3 separate regions of the Mus musculus genome follow, and regions 2 and 3 are each linked to region 1. The links are chromatin contacts, called in public Hi-C and HiChIP or PLAC-seq maps. All regions are on one chromosome and are shown on one strand. The core of a region is the stretch at or near the end of the contact, and the rest is flanking DNA. Distances in the headings are between cores, read along the strand shown.

What was found. A called contact is a pair of places that touch in the nucleus more often than the background predicts. HiChIP or PLAC-seq counts read pairs in DNA pulled down with a chosen protein or histone mark.
Region 2: a Hi-C map of bone marrow-derived macrophages shows a contact between it and region 1, with 42 read pairs. The contact joins two enhancer-like sites. A contact is called at or near these places in 5 of 39 promoter capture datasets (the C10 cell line, the HPC-7 cell line, liver and 1 more), 4 of 15 datasets of contacts at CTCF or cohesin (CD8 T cells, large pre-B cells, pro-B cells and 1 more), 59 of 484 Hi-C or Micro-C datasets (B cells, the C10 cell line, the C2C12 cell line and 39 more) and 10 of 115 datasets of contacts at active chromatin or transcription factors (CD4 single positive thymocytes, the HPC-7 cell line, a beta-TC-6 cell line and 5 more).
Region 3: a contact with region 1 is called in an HNF4G HiChIP or PLAC-seq map of pancreatic cancer cells. The contact joins two enhancer-like sites. A contact is called at or near these places in 3 of 39 promoter capture datasets (the C10 cell line, HPC-7-derived erythroid cells and second pharyngeal arch cranial neural crest), 1 of 15 datasets of contacts at CTCF or cohesin (the NIH/3T3 cell line), 4 of 484 Hi-C or Micro-C datasets (the AML12 cell line, the N1E-115 cell line, cortical neurons and 1 more), 3 of 115 datasets of contacts at active chromatin or transcription factors (embryonic stem cells, microglia and pancreatic cancer cells) and 2 of 9 other capture datasets (adipose tissue and liver).

The regions. Positions count from the first base shown.
Region 1 is chr11:103,158,117-103,162,125 of GRCm38.p6, forward strand. No RefSeq gene overlaps it. Among named protein-coding and RNA genes, the nearest start is that of Gm51919, 10 kb to the right of the region's middle. Within about 2 kb of position 1,450, at least 160 of the 459 cell types and tissues checked have an H3K27ac peak or open chromatin away from gene starts, as enhancers often do. A contact at or near this core is called in the C2C12 cell line, the G1E-ER4 cell line, the N1E-115 cell line and 6 more, where this site is marked.
Region 2 is chr11:103,286,987-103,291,227 of GRCm38.p6, forward strand. No RefSeq gene overlaps it. Among named protein-coding and RNA genes, the nearest start is that of Map3k14, 22 kb to the left of the region's middle. Within about 2 kb of position 1,550, at least 30 of the 459 cell types and tissues checked have an H3K27ac peak or open chromatin away from gene starts, as enhancers often do. A contact at or near this core is called in the C2C12 cell line, the G1E-ER4 cell line, bone marrow-derived macrophages and 1 more, where this site is marked.
Region 3 is chr11:103,379,758-103,384,107 of GRCm38.p6, forward strand. It overlaps Plekhm1 (pleckstrin homology domain containing, family M (with RUN domain) member 1), which reads right to left. Exons shown (of 12, transcript NM_183034.2): 6 at 277-595. Among named protein-coding and RNA genes, the nearest start is that of Arhgap27, 18 kb to the left of the region's middle. Within about 2 kb of position 2,359, at least 235 of the 459 cell types and tissues checked have an H3K27ac peak or open chromatin away from gene starts, as enhancers often do. A contact at or near this core is called in the N1E-115 cell line, the NIH/3T3 cell line, adipose tissue and 2 more, where this site is marked.

The sequences.
Region 1 (4,009 bases), core at 200-2,699:
GCAGGTAGATTTCTGAGCTCAAGGCCAGCCTGGTCTGTTCCAAGACAGCCAAGGCTACACAGAGAAAACCTATCTTGAAAAACCTAAAATAAATAAATAAATAAATAAATAAATAAATAAGATACATTTGAAAAAGAACACACTGTGAGCCTATTACAGGGTCTTGGCCTCCCTGTCCCCCAGTCCCGGTAGAAGTAAGGCCCCAGGAAGAAGAACACTGGATGGGTCTGGTGAGACAAATTCAGTAAGGGAATTTTATCCCAGGTAAACTGCTGATCCCAAAGAAGAACGAGGAGTCCCGCGATGTTGGGAAATGTTACTAAAAAGCACTGGTAGACCTGGACCTTTGCACAAGTCACCATAGATATTGGCACCTTTGGTGGTCCCAGACAAGCTCTGTCAGCCTTGCGTGCATCGGTGCATCGGGTAAATCTCCCGAAGGGAACTCAGAAAAGTTGTGGAAGGCCAGCAGAGAGCTGAACGTGGGTAGGCCAGTAGAGAGCTGAAAGTCCCTGCTTCGGAGACTGCAGGAAGACTGTATTGCCTGCCCCTCCTCCACCCCAGCACCTAGACCTGCTGTCAGCCCTTTCCCATGTCTACCCTGCCCCCTGGATCCCACAGAAGGAACTGGAGTCCAGGACTTAGCGTTTCTGAATAGGTCCCAGCAGGGCAAGCGTGGGATGGGCTGAAAACATGTTTGTTTTGAACGACTTAGATAGAGCTGCCCAGGAGGAGGAAAGGGAGGAGGGAGGACAGGGCGGAGGGAAGGGGAAGATTAATTTGCTACTTAGACTCTAGAGCCAGGAATTGAATGAAGCCTGCCCATGCCTCCTCCTCTGTCCTCCACTTGGCATCCTGTGAGGGGTTGGTGGCCTTGGGGCATCGGCTGTAGGGAGGGAAGTCATAGGAAAGGCTGGCAGCCTGAGAGCTGGAGGCCGGGTCCGGGGAGTGTCAGCGAGGCTACACACAGCTCCTGGGCCCTGGGTTCTGGAAGAAAATCCAATGGCTGACCCGCTCCAGGTTCCCATGGCGCTCAGTCAGGTTCTGCCAGTGTTGACTCAACAGCGCCACCTGCCGTCCGGGTCCGCACAGCCCGGGGACCCTGTCGGTGAGTCCTGGCCTGGGTCCTTGGCCACTCCAGCTGTCAGATCAGAAAATGTCGGCAGGCAGGAATGCTCTGAAGCGAGAGGACTCTGCCTTTCCGGCCACCTGTGCCCCTCATTCTACCGCGTGCTCCCGGGACACTGCTGGTTCTCGGCCAGCTCTGGAAGCGAAATAAACAATAACATCTCTAACTTTGGGAGATTCCTGGTTTGGATAGCTGTTTTGCTTTTTTTTTTTTTTTTTTTTTTTTTTTTTTTTTTTTTTTTTTGCCTGCAGACTTTGAGGCTAGAGTGGATTGAACTCAGGACTTCGCGCATGCTAGCAAGCACAGTACCGCTGTGCAGTCTCTTTAGCCTGACTGTCCTGGAGCTCACATTGTAGACCAGGCTGGCTTCAGTTCACAAGGCCTGCTTCACCATGTCAGGCTAGCTGTATTTTTACTTTTGAGATGGGTCTCACGAGTGGCTTGAATTTGCTCCACAGCTCGGGTAAACCTGAGACTTGGAGCTGTTCTGCTGGGATTCCAGACCTATGCTACTTGGATAATTTTTGTGTGTGGCAAAGCGTGTGTGTGTGTACAACATTTAGGAGTCTCTTCTCACCTACCAGGCTTCACACTTGCTGAGCCACCTTCCAGGCTCTTTCACCTTAATTGCCACCCCCCTCCCCGAAAGGCACAGTTTCTCTGTGAGCCCTGGATGTCATGGAATTTGCTCTTAGACCAGGCTGGTTTTGAACCGAAGAGACCCTCCTGCCTCTGCTCTCTGAGTGCTGAGGTTGAAGGTATGCACAGCTACCACCATCACCACCGGCATCACCACTGGAGTACTTAAAAAAAAAAAAAAAAATATATATATATATATATATATGTGTGTGTGTGTGTATGTATATATGTATATGTGTGTATATGTATATGTGTGTATATATGTATGTGTGTATATATGTATATGTGTGTGTATGTGTGTATATATATGTGTGTATATGTATATGTGTGTATATATGTATATTTATGTGTATATGTATGTGTGTATATATGTATATATATGTGTGTGTGTATGTATATGTGTGTATATGTATATGTGTGTATATATGTATATATATGTGTGTATATATATATATATGTATATATATATATATATATATTGTGTGTGTGTGTGTGTGTGTGTGTGTGTTTGTGTGTGTATGTGTGTGTGCATGTGTGCTGTTCTCTCTTTCCACCATGTGGGTCCCAGGGATTAAACTCAAGTCGGCAGGCTTGGCAGCAGGCACCCTTACTTCCTAAGGCCCTTACTTGAATTTTCTTTCCCTGAATCTAGAGCTCACTGATTGGCTGCACTGGCTAGATGATCAGCCTCAGAGATCCGGCTTCTCCTCCTCTCCAACTCTGGATTACAGGCGGACACTACGAATACTGTTTTTTTATTTTTTATTTTTTATTTTTGTAGTGAGTGTTGTGATCTGAACTCATACTTGGGTGGCTATTAGGATATGGAAGATTATAGAAAAGTTTTAAAAAATGATTTCGTTAAAATTTTGCCCTATTTGTTCTCTTTTATCTGTGTATTAAATATATTCTAAGACTTCTGAGGAGGAGGCCGGAGGGCCTGTGCTTAGCACTCACTAAAGGCCACTTAATCACCAGCCGGGCCTCGAGCACATGACCCTCGGCTGGCAAATACTGCAGTGGGCATTTATTTCCCAAGAGCTCTGTCTTGCATCAGCATGGCCTTTTCACCTTCAGGAACTTAACACTAACTTATCCAGTGGTACCCAGTGCTCGGCGAGTCTCTTTTCTCACAGACTCTTTATTTCCTCTGGTGCACCAGCTAGACTGGGATCAGATGTCCGTTCATCATGTCTGTCTTTTTCCTTTGATTTCTTTACTTATTTTGAGACGAGGGACTCGAGCGTTACCCTGGCTGGCCCCAGACTCTCAGAGATCTGCCTGCCTCTGCCTCCTGAGTGCTGTGATTAAAGGCACTTGCTTCCATGCCTGGCTTTCTCTTATTTGGGGCGTGTGAGTGTGAGCGCACATGCGTGTGCAGCGGCAGGTGTGCGTACCTGTGTGCTCGCATGTGTGTAGACATCAGAGGTCAGCCTTGGGAGTCCTTCCTCAAGAAATCTGCCTGCCTTAATTTTTGAGACAGGTTTCCACACTGGGGCCCCGCTGGCTGGCCAGAAACCCCAGAGGTCCTTCTGTTTGTTTGGGGTGGGGTGGGGGTTACAAGCCCAGGCCACCACTCCTGGATTCTCCTGGCTGTTGACTTGGGTCCCAGCGCCCCTGCCTCCCCCGCCCCTCGGGCCTGCCACTCAGCGCCCAGCCCTCTGTCCTCTGTTGTTTCTGACTCCACCTCCTGCCCAGACTCCCTCAGCAATGTTGCTCAGAGCTGGAAGATCTGGAATGGAGGCATTGTTTCTGTCAGTCATTTTTTCCCCTTTCCTCCTGTCCATGTGGTGGCGCCACTGTTTCTCCAGTACCTCACTGGTAACTGGGGCCAGTTCCCACCTCCCCTTGAAAACCAAAACCCCGGCTGGGCAGTGGTGGTGCACGCCTTTAATCCTAACACTTGGGAGGCAGTGGCAGGCAGATTTCTGAGTTTGAGGCCAGCCTGGTCTACAGAGTGAGTTCTGGGACAGCCAGGTCAACAAAGAGAAACCCTGTCTCAAAAAAACCAACCAAACAACAAACAAAAAACCCAAAACCCCACGTGTTCCCACCTTCTCTAGCCTTGGGCAGGCCCTCAACTGTTCTTGACTAGTTTTTGGTTTAAGAAAAAAAAAAAGGTGCTGGGGATGTCGGTAGAATGCTGGTCTATCTCCAGCACTGCATAAACTGGGGCATGGTGGCAGGCCTGGGTCAAAGAACTCCATCTTTAAACAAACAAACAAACAAACAAATAAACAC
Region 2 (4,241 bases), core at 300-2,799, 130 kb after region 1:
CACACACTTGAGGTCCCAGCACGGGAGAGGCTGAACTGGATCCCTGGGGCTCACTGACCTGCCAGCTTCACCTAACTGGCAAACCATAAGTCCCAGTAAGAGACCGGTCTCACAAAACAAGATGGATGGCTACCAAGGAACGACACCTGACAATGACCTCAGGCCTCCAGCTGTATGTGCATATAAATGTGCACATACAGCTGTACACACACACAGGCACACGCACACACACACACGAACATGCACATACACCCTCACAAGTTAAAAAAAAATTGTATTACACAGGAGTTGGTGGGATGGCTCAGTGTGTAGAGGCATTTAGTGCCAAGATCGATGATGACCTGAGTTTAATCCGTAGAACCCACATGGTGGAAGAAGAGAACTGCCTCACGGAAGTCATTCTCTGACTTCTACACATAAGCCACGGTCTTCATGCACACCCGTCTCCCCCATCCCATCCATACCCCACAGAGACAAAAACAAGTAAAATCGTTATTTTAAAACAAGAAATATCATATAAATGTGTTGTTATACAGTTGAATTTTTTCTCCCCTGAAGATTATGGGTCCTGGATACTATGCCTCCTGGGATTAGTAGATCAGTCAGCACCTTGGGGAATGATGTCCCAGTGCTTTCTGGTCCCCTAGAAACTCCATTCCCTGCAGGACATGTAACACAGAAACCAATCCTCAGATGTCACAGGGGGTATTGCTCTACTTAAAATGTAGCCTCACCAAGCTCTAATTTCCCGCTCTAGGATGAAGGCATAGAAGCCTTGCCTGCCTCCGGCTCTTCTCTGAAACACTGTTTGATCAGGGCCTGACCTGAGGAAACCATGGCTCTTTTCATGGCGTGTGAGTCTCTGAGCCCGTGCAGAAGAGAGCCCCAGCTCTACAGTATCTTGCTTTGGGGTATGGAGATATTTCTCCAGCTCCGTAATTTATTTATTTTTGTTTGCTTGCTTTGAGATAGGGCCATTATGTAGCCTAGGCTGTAGTCACATTTATTAAGTAGCTAAGACTGGCCTTCAGCTCTTGATCCTCCTGCCTCCGTGTACCAAGTGTTGGGAATTCCAGGTGTGCACCATCCTGCCCAGCATGTTTGTTTGTTTGTTTGTTTGTTTGTTTGAGACAGGGTCTCACTATGTTATCCTGGCTGGCCCAGAACTCACAATAATCTGCCTGCCTCTGCTTCCTGAGCGCTGGAATTAAAGGCGTAGGCTACCGTTTCCTTTTAGAAAAGAGTTTACTACCTTTAAATATATGTGATTTCACAAATAGAAATGTGGTCACAAATCATCTCCTGTATAACGTTCCAGCAGATTTGGCTTGGCTGAAAGGGTCCTTCCTGAGTGTTAATTGCTTAGCAGCTGGACTCAGGACTTGTGAGAGAAGTTGACATCGAGACCAACTCCCGTCTGGCAGTGCTGGTCGGGGCTAAGGTTTTAATTTCATCGAGGTCTGGATGGACGCCTTCCAGCTCCTCTGACTGAGTTAAACCACTCTGCCGGCTCCTCATTTCCTCATTTCCTGAGAACCAACCGAGGCTGGGTGGCACACGCAGACAGTCCTTGACTCGAGGTGGCTCAGCGCCTCCTCTGCTGGGAAGGCTGGGTGAGGTGGCAGCGCCTGTCACCCTGCTGGTACCCTCGAGGACTCAGATCTGATCTCGTCATTGTTCCTCTGCTCACCTGAGCATCTTCATGCAGTGGCTCTCCCAAGGCACAGTGTCTGAGCAGCCATGAGTCCTTGGAGCCAAGCTGGCTCTTTTCCTGGTTTCTTTTCCTGGCTTCCTGCTACTCTGGCTAGGCAAGCCCTGTAGCTTCGCCCAGTTCCAGCCTCCTGTTGTCTTCCCTTACAGCCTTCAGTGTAGGGAGCTCCCACATTACTGTGTGGGAGAGTGGGTACACAGAGCCCTCTGGTTTAGGAGGTCCCTGAGACCAAGTCGTAACCTGCCCAGCTCACCACTTCACTCCCAGTGCCAGGCCTGGAGGGATTCAGCTAACACTTCCTTCCTGGAAGAAGGGCTTAGCAGAAATGCTAGTCTGGGAATTCAGGTATTCCTATTTCATCTCATCAAGTATTGGCTCACCCACCCGAGTCCCAAGTTCACCACAGGGATGATGAGCCAAGGGAGGTAGCTCACATCCATCATCCCAGCTCTTGGAAGGCTGAAGCAGAAGTGTTGCTGCAAATTTAAGGCCTACAGTCAATTCCAGGCCAGTCTAGACTACAAAATGAGCCCCTGTGTTAAATAAGCAAATTGTACAGGGAGCAAGAACTCCACTCAGCTCCATGGGGAGCTATGGAGGGAGGCAGGCCATGCAAAGCCGTAGGCAGAATGCCTGGTGGTGGAACATCCCTCTAGTGTCAGGGTGAGTGAGACCCACAGGACAGGCAGCTTCAGGACAGACAGACAGAGCAGAAACAAGACCGGAAGGCCGAGGTGCCTGACCTGGCAGGAGAGACAGGAGCTGTGCTATTGACTCAGGCCCCAGCCAATCAAATAAGGCAGAGAAGATGCTCCAGAGTCACCTGTGGTAGTCAGGAGAGAGGATCTGTGGGCCAGCTCAGCAAGGGGAAGGAAGAATGGGGAACCAGCCAGGGAGGCCAAACGGGGCAGGCCAGGCCTTACTCTTGCGGATCCATAGAAAGCCAGGTAGGATTTCCTCTACTGTGGCTGAGAACCAGTCTAGGTGGAGCCAGGGCAGGAAGTGAGCACAGCAGCTCTGGTGGCATTGACTGTGGCCCCTTAAATCCTGGGTCTCAATTTACCAATCTGTGACGTGAGGAAAGATATGATAAAACTCCTTTTTGTTAGGTGTAGTGATGTACACCTGTAGTCCCCGTATTTGGGAGGCTGAGGCAGGACCATCAAGAGTAGCCAATCAGGACTACATACTGAGCCTGCGTCTCAACAAACAAAACAACAAAACCCACAAACAACTGTTCTCAGGAAGCCTGTGAAAACCAGTCATGGGCAAGTAATGAGCATGGTGTCTGGTCCCGGAGAGTTTTACGTTACTGTGTCACCAAATACCAGTGACTGTCACTGATAAGGTATATCTCATTTTTACAAAATATTAGTGTGCGGGGCGGGGGGCGGGGGGGAGGACTTGCCACATGTGGAGGTTCAAGGAAAATGTTTGGGAGTTGGTTCTTGCCTCCTATTTTGCTGAGGTGGGTCTCTCTTGATGGCTCTATTGCTGACCTGGAGGCTAGCTGTCCCGTAGGCTTGCAGATGAGATTACAGATGCACACCACCAACATTCAACTTTTTTTCCTTTTTTGTTTTTGTCTTTTGTTTTGTGTTTTGTTTTGTTTTGGGGACAGGGTTCCTCTGTGTAGTCTTGGCAGTCCTGGAGCTCACTCTGTAGACCATGCCGGCCTTGAACTCAGAGAGGCACCTGCCTCTGCCTCCAGAGTGCTGGGATTAAAGGCATGCACCATCACCACCAGGCCACATCTAGCTTTTGATGTGGATTCCTGGGCTCCAACTCCAGTCGCAGCAAGCATTTCTACCTGGCGAGCTCTCTCCTCGGTCACACATCCCTTTTTTTTTAATTATTATTTTTTTAATTAGGTATTTATTTCATTTACATTTCCAATGCTATCCCAAAAGTCCCCCATACCCTCCCCCACCCACTCCCCTACCCACCCACTCCCACTTCTTGGACCTGGCGTTCCCCTGTACTGAGGCATATAAAGTTTGCAAGACCAAGGGGCCTCTCTTCCCAATGATGGCCGACTAGGCCATCTTCTGCTACATATGCAGGTAGAGACACGAGCTCCGTGGGTACTGGTTAGTTCATATTGTTGTTCCACCTATAGGGTTGCAGACCCCTTTAGCTCCTAGGGTACTTTCTCTAGCTCCTCCATTGGGGGCCCTGTGTTCCATCCTATAGCTGACTGTGAGCATCCACTTCTGTGTTTGCCAGGCACTGGCATAGCCTCACCCGAGACAGCTATATCAGGGTCCTTTCAGCAAAATCTTGCTGGCGTATGCAATGGTGTCAGCATTTGGAGGCTGATTATGGGATGGATCCCCGGGTGTGGCAGTCCCACATCCCTTTTAAAGACATGAGTGTCAGCAGCACGTAGCCCCAGAACTGAGGAGATGTGGTTTCGTTGCTCATTTTTTCACAGAGGACATCAGTATAAGCACTGGGGAGCATGACACGTTCCTGGACATTTTCTATGTGCCAGGCACAGAGCCGAGGCCTTGCAATCATCTATCATTGA
Region 3 (4,350 bases), core at 1,109-3,608, 220 kb after region 1:
GGCAGCATAACTGATGGCTCTGCTGAGCCTGCTGAGCGAGGAATCCTCAGAAAGTCTGGCACTGCTCTAGTGAGCTAGCAAGTCCGTAAGCAAGCACAGCAGTTTTCCCCAAGTGCTGTTGTGCGGGTCTAAGTGTCCTTGTACCTTACCTCTACAGTCTGGGCAAGGACTGACTCTGGAAGGACACACTACCTGTTTACAACGGCAAAGAGGACTGATTGAGAGCTGCCTTTTGAAAGACACTGTCCCTGGGGATGGGACTCTACAGTCACCTACCCATTTGCCTTCGGTGCACCACACAGAAGTTTTTATGGTCTTGTGTCACCCCTGGAGCTGGGGCTGGGGCTGGGGCTGGAGCTGGAGCTGGGGCTGGAGCTGGCTGGGCATTTCCACAGGCCTGTGAGGGCACACATGCTTTGTCTAATGCCCCCAAGGAACAGCTCTTTCTTGGTCCTTGAGAAAAAGGCCCGTGGAGAGCAGCCCTTGACTCTGGAGTGTCTTGCACAGGAGATGTGCAGAGACCTGCAGCGCTCTTTAGAGCAGGCTCCTGGGGAGGTCGGCAGAAGTCATCTTCAGAAATCCAGCTCTTGCCTTTCTGTAAGAAAAGAGGAATGAGGGAGTCCTTTAAGAGTTTAAAAATATTTCATTACAGCTCACCTATAATGAAATTAGACCACTTTACCCATTTTACATTCACATCAGCAATGTACAGCGTTGCTATTACTGGGGCAGGGAGGGCGGGCATGCCCGTGGAGGTCAGAGGACAACTTTAGTCAGGTTTCTCCTTCCATCTGTATGGGGGCCCTGGAGGTTAAATCTCAGTGGCCAGGACTGAGTAGACACCTGCCGAGCATCTCACCAGCAGCTTCCTTCTAACCTCTCCAATCTCTGTCATGAAGTCTTCCTGCCATGCTCATCTGTGAAGTGCTGTCTCACTGTGGTTTTGATTTGCATTTCCTTAATGTCTAATGGCAAGAAAACATCTTTTCGTATTAGTTATCAGTACTTTTCTTTAGATTTTTATTTTTATTTGGGCTTATGGTTTGTTGTTAGGGTTGACTAACTAGTAAACCCTAGTAACTAGTTCAGATGTCCCTGTTGTGGAGCAGGGTGAGCCCTTCATCCAACTGAACTGATATACTTACAAAAAGAGGAGACAGACATAGTGGAGCACACATTTAATTCTAGAGGCAGAGACAGGCAGATCTCTGTGAGTTCTATGGCAGCTTAGTCTACACAGTAAGCTCCAGGACAGACCCTGGTTCAAAACAAGGGAAGAGGAGATGACACACACACAGAGGAAAGTGTCAAGTGGAAGAGAAGCATGGGATGCTGGAGGGAGGGACTGGAGTGATGAACCTACAAGCCTATGCCAAGAATACTAAGAACTGAGAGAAAGAAGAAATTACCCCTCACTGTCTGGAGGAGCCACTGCTGCCGACATCTGGCTCTCCACTCAGCTTCTAGTACTAGCAAGGACTGCACAACTGTTGTTTCCAGCCATCTGATTTATGCTACTTTGTTATAACTGCTTAGGAAATCAATAAAAATTACAAGGGTTCTGGGCAGATTCTGGGTACCAGAACCTTAGCAGGCTATCTGACTGACCAATGACTTCTCTTATTCTATGTGTTGTCTTTTATTTTTTTTACTTATCTCTTCCCTTCCTTTTCTTTTTGAGACAATGTCTATAGGCAAGGTTGGTCTAGAGCTCATTACATAGCCCAGGGCAGCTTTGCAAGAGCCTCCTGCTTTGGACTCTCAGGCACGAGACGCAGGCACAAGCCACCATGCCTGGCTTCTTCTTTTTTCCTTCTTAATGGTACCTTCTGGAGCTCTGAGATGTTTTCTTCCTAAGCTTAATTTAGCCAGCTTGTCTTCTGCTTGTGCTCCTGTTGTCTTATCTCAGAAGCCACCGCAGAAGCCAATGTCACCAAGATTTACTCCCACGTTTTTTACTAAGAGCCTTATTAGCGCTTACATCTCTGTGACCCATTTTGAGTCAGCTTCTATGTAAGGTGTAAGGAGGGCGTGCAACTTGATTCTCTTGCAAGTGGAAATACAAGTGTCTCAGCACTTCGGGCTCTGTGGCCTTGGAGATATGGGGTAAGGGAGGTGTGGTGTGTGAGCTTAGACCTAAATTATTGCTTCTAATTCTGTTCCCCACATTGAGCAGGTCCTTGAAGCCCCAGTAGTAGATCCTGCTCCCTGACAGGGGAAGTTGGGGAGGTCTGGAGTCAGAAGGCCTATGAGAATATCGTTTAGTTCCTATTCTTCACCGTTCTAAGCTCTCTCTGCCTTTCTATGCCTAGACATGGAAGAGAGCAGAGGCAAGGAAGTTGGCTGGCTACACTAAGTGGCTGTCTATACAAAGGAAATGAGTCACACAGGCAGGACCCGCCCCATTGCTCTGGCAAGTGCTACCAATCTAGCTCTGACATTGCTATTTTCAACCCCTAAATCAAGACTGCCCTCCCTGCTGATACAGACAGGGAGGAGGGTTCTGGCTACGGCTGTGTGACAAAGGGGTTGGTTTAGACAGTTTAGACTCCTGAAGCCAAGAGAGACAAGTTCTGATTCAGGTATAGGTATACAGATCTGGGCTCCCAGGGCCTCTGCATGTGACTTTCAGAGTTGGCATGTGCTTCCTTCTACTCGGGACAGGATGATGTGTCAGGCAGGGTGGCTGCTAGGGACCATGCAACACTGGTCTAAACAAAGCCTGTCTGGGTCACCAAGCCCCAGATGATTCCCTGAGGAAAATGGGTGTGAGAAATAGCTCCCAGGAGCCACTTGGCCATCCTGGTGACTTCACACATACCTGGTGACCCTGCCCTGTATAAGCCCTGGTAGGAGAGGACACTGCTCTTGAGGATCCACCAGTCACCACCTGAAAGCTTCTTTACAAGCCCCAACTCAGATCCCCTCATCACCCAGACATCTTATCACCCTATTCAGTGATAGTCTCTGCTCACCCCCATCCTATAAGTCTGAATGATCATTTTCCTCGATAATGTCAAGCAAAAATGCTCAGCATTGAGTCATAAAACACAGACTATTTTCATCACTACTAGGTAGTTTGTGTGAATGTTCAGGCACAAGTATGTGAGCAACTCTGGAGTCAGTTCTCTCTATCGTATTTGGGTTCCAGTGATTGAACTCAGGTCACTAGACTTATATGTCATGTATTTTGACTCCTTGAGCTATCTTGCCAGTCCAAGGGACTAACTTCTGGCTGTCCAAGTGTCTTCAATGTAAAACAACAGAGGTGGGTGGAAGGACCTGGTGGGATGAAGAAAACTGTGGATTTACATTAAGGGAGACTTGCTTCTCTTTCCACTGAAGAGAAGACTAGTAAGAAATGTTCAGAGTCCACTGACCTCACACCAGCCATTGGGGGATGACTCTAGAGAAAGGCTCTGTGAGAAACAATGAGAAGCAGTGTGTGTGTGTGTGTGTGTGTGTGTGTGTGTGTGTGTGTGTGTGTGTGTGTGTGTGTTTGGGGGTGGGAGGGACGGTTCCAGTGAGAGAGCACCGAGGGTGTATCTGCCTCACAGAGGAGGTAGAGAAAGAATACTCCTGCAATAATGGATCTCCGCACTTGCAGGATCACCCTTTTCCCCTTTCTCTTGCCTCTTTCTGCCACCCTCCCACGTATGCTTGCTCAGGGCCCCACATCTGGCCGGCTCTGTTTCTTCAAACTGTGAGGAGATACCGCTGACCTGGGATCTACACCAGAGCAGCATCTGCCATCAGGGATCTAAGTCAGCAGAACGCTGCCTGCGTCACTAGGTGTCAAGAGGCTATGGCTAAGGAACGTAATGGTCTCTGGACCATTTTCCAAAGGACTGGACTTTCTGTTCACTGTTCTCATTATGCCTGCATGTGCAACTGCAGAAGGGGACCCCACGTCACAGCAGAGAGTGTGTGTAGGACACATTCTCTAGGCCAGGCTTAGTCACCCCAGGGGCTCCCAGTCCCTGCACTTCCTGCACAGCACTCAGCACTACTGTAATTACAATGTGCACCATCAGTTCTCTAATCTGGTGACTGTCCCCAAAGGCCAGGGCTCTTGTCTGTTCTGTTTCATCACTGTTTCCCTAGCACCTATCACAATGCTGGGCCCACAGGCAATGCTTTACAAAGAAAACTTCTGAAAAAGAAAGGCTGAAAAAAAGCTGATGGTGACTAGACACCCCCCACCCGCTTGCTTCAACAACATAGACTAAGCTAAGGAGGGAGTGGTGCGTGCTGTAAATGAGGTAGAGCAGAAAACTGGGACACAGGACCCTGTCAGAAAAGGGGCACAGGGACAGCCACTGTAACAGCTGGACGCTGTAAGGAGCTGGC